Regions from separate parts of the Oryctolagus cuniculus genome. Here region 2 is linked to region 1. The links are chromatin contacts, called in public Hi-C maps. All regions are on one chromosome and are shown on one strand. The core of a region is the stretch at or near the end of the contact, and the rest is flanking DNA. Distances in the headings are between cores, read along the strand shown. Region 1 holds the start of PELI1 (pellino E3 ubiquitin protein ligase 1). Region 2 has its middle 39 kb from the start of VPS54.

What was found. Hi-C and Micro-C count contacts between places; a contact is called where the count stands out from the background.
Region 2: a Hi-C map of psoas muscle shows a contact between it and region 1, with 3 times the contacts expected there. The contact joins the enhancer-like site here to the promoter of PELI1 in region 1. A contact is called at or near these places in 2 of 6 Hi-C or Micro-C datasets (psoas muscle and an unstated tissue).

The regions. Positions count from the first base shown.
Region 1 is chr2:138,642,320-138,645,088 of mOryCun1.1, reverse strand. It overlaps PELI1 (pellino E3 ubiquitin protein ligase 1), which reads right to left and starts at 1,268. Exons shown (of 7, transcript XM_017340733.3): 1 at 1,129-1,268.
Region 2 is chr2:138,742,474-138,745,173 of mOryCun1.1, reverse strand. No RefSeq gene overlaps it. Among named protein-coding and RNA genes, the nearest start is that of VPS54, 39 kb to the left of the region's middle. Within about 2 kb of position 1,408, at least 2 of the 8 cell types and tissues checked have an H3K27ac peak or open chromatin away from gene starts, as enhancers often do.

The sequences.
Region 1 (2,769 bases), core at 19-2,518:
CTTAAAGATTCCGTTCTTAGCACAACCTGCACCCTACGGATAAGGCGCTCAATAACATTTGTTGATAAACAGCTTGATGACTAACCGGTGGGAAGACTGGTGCTGCTGTCAGAACCAGCACACACTTCCTTGAGTGTAGTGATTAAAATCTGTTAAATGTACATTTAAAACACTCGACCCCTTCCTTCCCCCACCAGTGCTCTCCCGGTTGGTTAGTACAAAAATAAAAGTAGACGGACAAGAGAATGTATGATTTACAGTACTTTCCCCACTCGGAGTATTTTCAAGGAGTCCTTTGAGGCTGTAAGATTCAAACACTACGTCAGAATTATTGTTTGAACTACCTAACAATTACTCCGGCTTCTTTCAGACGTTGGCTAACCTGTAAGTAAAACGAGCATCTTTAACTTTTCCACGGGGCACTGGAGGACGAGTTATTACTCATAAATGCTTTCAGATCCTCAAGACACCAGGCGCGGCAGATCAAGCGTTATCCATCAATTAGAGACCTTTCCCGGGCCTCAGTTTACCCACTTTCGGAAACGGGCCTCTTAACTCGGGTCGTAAGGGCCCCGGAGGTGAAATTAATTATTGTTTTCAAAACGCACTGAGATCCAGAGATGAAAGGAGATGGGAGAGACACGCAGAGATGATGACAATAATCACAACAATAAAGAGAATGACTAACTTGGAAGTCTGCGTTATGTAAGGAAGCAAAAGAAGTTATCAGAATTGCACACACAAAAGAGAAACCCACTGCCCCCTTTGTTTCTCTTTCATTTCCAGCTCCCTCCCCGCCACCCGTCGGGGTCCCCTCCCGCAGCCGGGCGCGGGGCGCCGAGCGCGGGGCTCCGAGTTGGCCGCCGCGCGCCCGGCTCCCAGGCGGTGGGGGAGGGCGCGCCCGGCCGCTCCTGACAAAGGCGCTTCCTCCCGCGAGGGCGCGGGATGGAGGCGCCGCACACTCCGCTCCCCGCCGCCTCCCCGCGCGGCGCGGGGGCGCGCAGGCGGGAGGGGAGAGCCGGCGCTGGCCGCCGGGAAAAGCCGCCGAGGAAGTTGCGCGCCCGCCTTCCCCGCACCCCTCGCCGACCCGCCGCGATCCCTCCCGCGACGCCCCGCGGCCGCACTCACCGGACAATCGCTGGTGGCCCGAATGCCAGCACGGCCCCCAGGACCCGCAGCGAGGGGGCGAAGTGCGTGTGCGCGGGGGGCGCGAGCAGACAGCCCGGCGTGCCGCCGCCGCCTGCCTCTCGAGCCAGCCAACCGAGCCCCGTGAGGGGAAGTTGACCGCGAAGCCGAGCGCTGAGGAGCCGCGGACGGAGGGCGAGGCGCGGGGCCCGCTTTGTGGTGCGTTCCCTGAGGGCTCGCGACAAATCCGACCTTGCCGCACGGCTGGAGCTGCTACTGGTGGAGGCGGCGGCAGCGGCGCCCCCCGACGGTCCCTCTGCCTCACACCGCCTCTGGGTCACTGACACACACTCGGAGGGAGGGGAGGGGACTAGCGGGAGGGCGGGGCGTGAGGGAGGGACCAGGGGCCGGGCCACAGCGGGAGGCGGCGACGCGACACCGGGGGGACTCTTGGGAATTGTAGTTCTTTGGCTGAGGGAAAAAGGGATACATTGTTGTGGGGGACGCGGCCGGTCTCGCTCCGCACTGAGCATGCTCTGGGGGAGGTTGGGGGGGCCGCCGTTACCATGGTCACCAATGGACTAAGCCTGCGTGTTCGGTGCTGCTGTTGACTAAACAAGGCTCATGTTGTATTTCGGTGCTGTTGGGGATCCGGCCCTCGGCTCCGAGAGCCTCACCACTCACAAGTGTCCAGTAAAATCCGACTACTACCTCTCGGTCTTTCAGCTCAGCTTTCTTCCGCAAACCCTAAATCACCGACATCTCTTTCTTTCAAGTGAATCCTCTGTCTTTTGTTCAGATTTCTGAAGATATTGAAATGTGGCTGTTTCCAGGAATTTAACGGTTCGATTATGAAACTGATAGGAACATAATTTTTTTGTTCAGATAGTCACATCTAATTTTAAAGAGCAGCAGAGGTAAACTTCAGAATTAAGATCCCTGTATTTTACTGGATCCATGTAAAATAATCCAGATGTGTTCATTTTAAAGGCTTCAATTGTTAAGGCATACAAATTTTGCAAAGTACCTGTAAGTTCAAAGGAAGTGAGAAGTTGAAAGTTGTTCACTACATATATATGCTGGCTGACTTTCATTTGGCTACGAGAGGAGTCTGAATGAAGGTATGAGTATGTGGTTGGGCTGGTCAGCTGAGTCTACACCCATTTGGGGCACCCAGGTATGAATGGGTGGTGGCGAGAAGGCTGGAGAAAGGACTTATTATTAGTCCTCCAGAGGACTAAAGGCAACCTGCCCTAAACTCTTCTGTTCCCTTCTCTACCAAGAACCCCACACCCTGGAGAAAAGATACTTAGGAATCAGACACACTTTTCAAATAGAGTCTCAAGATCTGAAATTTTTGTGTTTGGAGACTACATGATTCCCTCATTCAGAAAACACTGGGTGTCTACTATGTGCAGGCACTTTATTAGGTCCCAGAAATAAAGATACAAGAACATATAAGGAAGATTCCTGTTTTCAAAGTGCTTAGTGTGCCAAGGAGGAAATAAGTAAATAGACTCAGTGTGGTAAGTCCTAGAGTAGCAAAAGTACCCACTACTGCAGACTAGGGGAAGGTCAGGAAATGCTTCAAAGATTATTTGAACTTCAGGAGAGTAGGAGTTAGTATTTTTGTGTATTTTGAGG
Region 2 (2,700 bases), core at 159-2,658, 100 kb before region 1:
TGCTGTGAACCACATTTGAAAACATTGCTTCTGAGTGTAGAAGAAAGAAGGCTTCCATGTTCAGAGGTAGGGTGATGACCATGCCTTCTGGGCACCATTCATCTGGATGAGTTTGCCTCTTTAGCCGACATTAAGGCCTCCTGATCTGCCCTCCTCTTTACACTCCTGATACACAGAGGTGAAGGCAAGTAGGGTTGTGCATTTATAAATTTTCTAAGGGGAAGCGGTTGCTCGGTGACCTTGAAAAAGCCCAGTGCTAATGCATTACAGCAGGTGGCAGCCTTTCCCCGGGAGAGAAGGAAAAGCCAGTCTGACCTTAACACAAAACTGATTTTGATTTTAAAGCTTTTCCCTGATGTGCCAAGTGATGTGTCCAGGACCTAAAGTGGACATTGGCTTTATCACAGAAGGAAGAAGAAGCGGGGACGCTGAGTCCTGGAAAAGGAGGTGTAGCTTTGCTTCTGGGGCCCAGACCCACCAACTGCTGGCTTTTGAGTAACTCAGTGGCTGCCTTCATGGAATCTGGTCAGGTTCAGATACCACCAGGCATGGTGGGTGAAGGCATTACCTTGAGATTCAGAATAGGGCTCTGAGCAACACTCAACACTCAACACTCTGCCTTCAACACTCAGGATGGAGCAGATAGGAATCACCTTGCTGTGTACTGTGAGGGGACCATTCAATAGCAGAAATACCCCTTTTCCTTCCAGATCAGTAACACAGCCTTTTAAACTGAGTGCCAATTACTTTTTAAAGGTGGTTAAGTTATTTGCATTCAAATTTGCAGAGTGCTCAGTGGAAAGCCAGGCTTCGCAGAAAAGCTTGACATTGAAAATAAATCCAATTTGTTTCTCTGTTCTCAGTGATAGGTAGGATTGTACCTATCGCTCATCAAGAAGGTGCTATGCAGAAAGTGATGTTATTCAAAACTTAGTGTGCCTGAAGAAACATTTCCTGAAATCCCTACAGTTGAATCTACTTTGTGCCTGAAGAAAAGAGGGGGACTGATTAGACAGGGAGAGCGGCAGGCACACACAGACTAATGATGACTATTGAAATTAACTTAAATTAAATAAAACTAAAAATTTATTTTCTCCGAGTCTCTAACCACATTTCAAGTGCTGAATAGCCATATGTGGCTAGTGGCTCCCAACCAGGTAGCGTTGAGTATCCTCAGAGGAAGTTCTGAATTGCACGGGACTCGAGGGAAAGCTCAGGACACGCTGTCAAGTGAAAAGGTGAGTGGGTGAGAAAAAGCCCTCGCTGTGATACTAATATTGTGAGAATAATACCTAAAGGTGGCAGGAACTTTAAATAGAGGACCTCACATAATCCTTAGGCTGATCCACCACTACAATACTGCTGCTGACATCTGTTGAAACCATTTTATGGCAGGCCAGACACTAAGAGCTCTGTTGTCAGAACTCGCTGGTCTTAGCAGGGACCCATTGAGGTCAGTACTGTTCTTGTTCCTGGTTAAGAGATAAGGACACTGTGCGGAGAGGGGCTTTATAGCTTAGTCATGGTAAGGTGGCTTGTAAGCAACAACTGAGATAAAAACCTGTACCTTTTTGGGTTGCAATAATTAAAAGAGAAGGCAATGAAAATGTCTAGCATATTCTGTTTGTGAGTAGAATCTGTTTTTTTAAGCCACTTTCCCCTCAGGCAGGCCCAACTCTTAGATTCTCTGTCACATACTTGCCTTTGTGGCTGAGGAAGGCTTTATGCCAATTCTGATAGTGCAACAATGATCTCCTGTTAGCCCGGATGTGAGCCACTTCCTTCCCCCAGAGCAGAATCTGCTGTGTGCACAAGGAAGCCGGTTTCTCAGAAGCTCACCTTTACAGAAACAAGTCTGTTTGGGTACAAATTTAAAGCAAAATACGTTTAAATTGAAAATGAAGACTAGAAATAATATATGGGAAAATGCTGTTTTCTCTGGGTGAGATTTTGAAAACATGTTTTGCTGTTCCTCTGTGTTTCGTAGCTTTTCTACACGAACATGCATAATGCAATTTTAAAATTCAAAGCCAAACATTTTTTAAAAGGATTTATTTATTTATTTGAGAGGCAGAGTTGGACACAGGAGAGGCAGAGGCAGAGAGAGAGAGAGAGAGAGAGAGAGAGAGAGATCTTCCATTTGCTGGTTCATTCCTCCAAATGGCTGCAATGGTGGGAGCTGGGCCAGGCTAAAGCCAGGAGCCAAGAACTTCATCCAGGTCTTCCACAGGTGCAGGGGCCAAGCACTTCATCCATCCTCCACTGCTTTCCCAGGCACATTAGCAGGGAGCTGGATGGGAAATGGAGCAGCCAGAATTTGAACTGGCACCCATATGGGATGCCAGCATTGCAGGTGGCAACTTTACCTGCTATGCCACAATGCTGGCCCCCTGTAGTGGACATTTGAGAAGTGAACCAGATCTCTCTGTCTCTGTCTCTCTTTGTTGTTCTGCCTTTCAAATAAATAAATAAAACAAAAACCTACTAAAGTGAGGTGGGCCCCTGGCTTCATGGTTAAGACACTGGTTAGGACATCCGCATCCCTCACAAGAGGACCTGAGTTTGATATCTGCCTGTGATTTCTGTCTGCAGTTTTCTGCTACTTCAGACCCTGGGAAGCAGCACTGATGGCTCCTGCAATTGGGCTCCTGCCACCCATATGGGAAACCTGGGTTAACTTGTTACTGGCTCCTAGCTTTG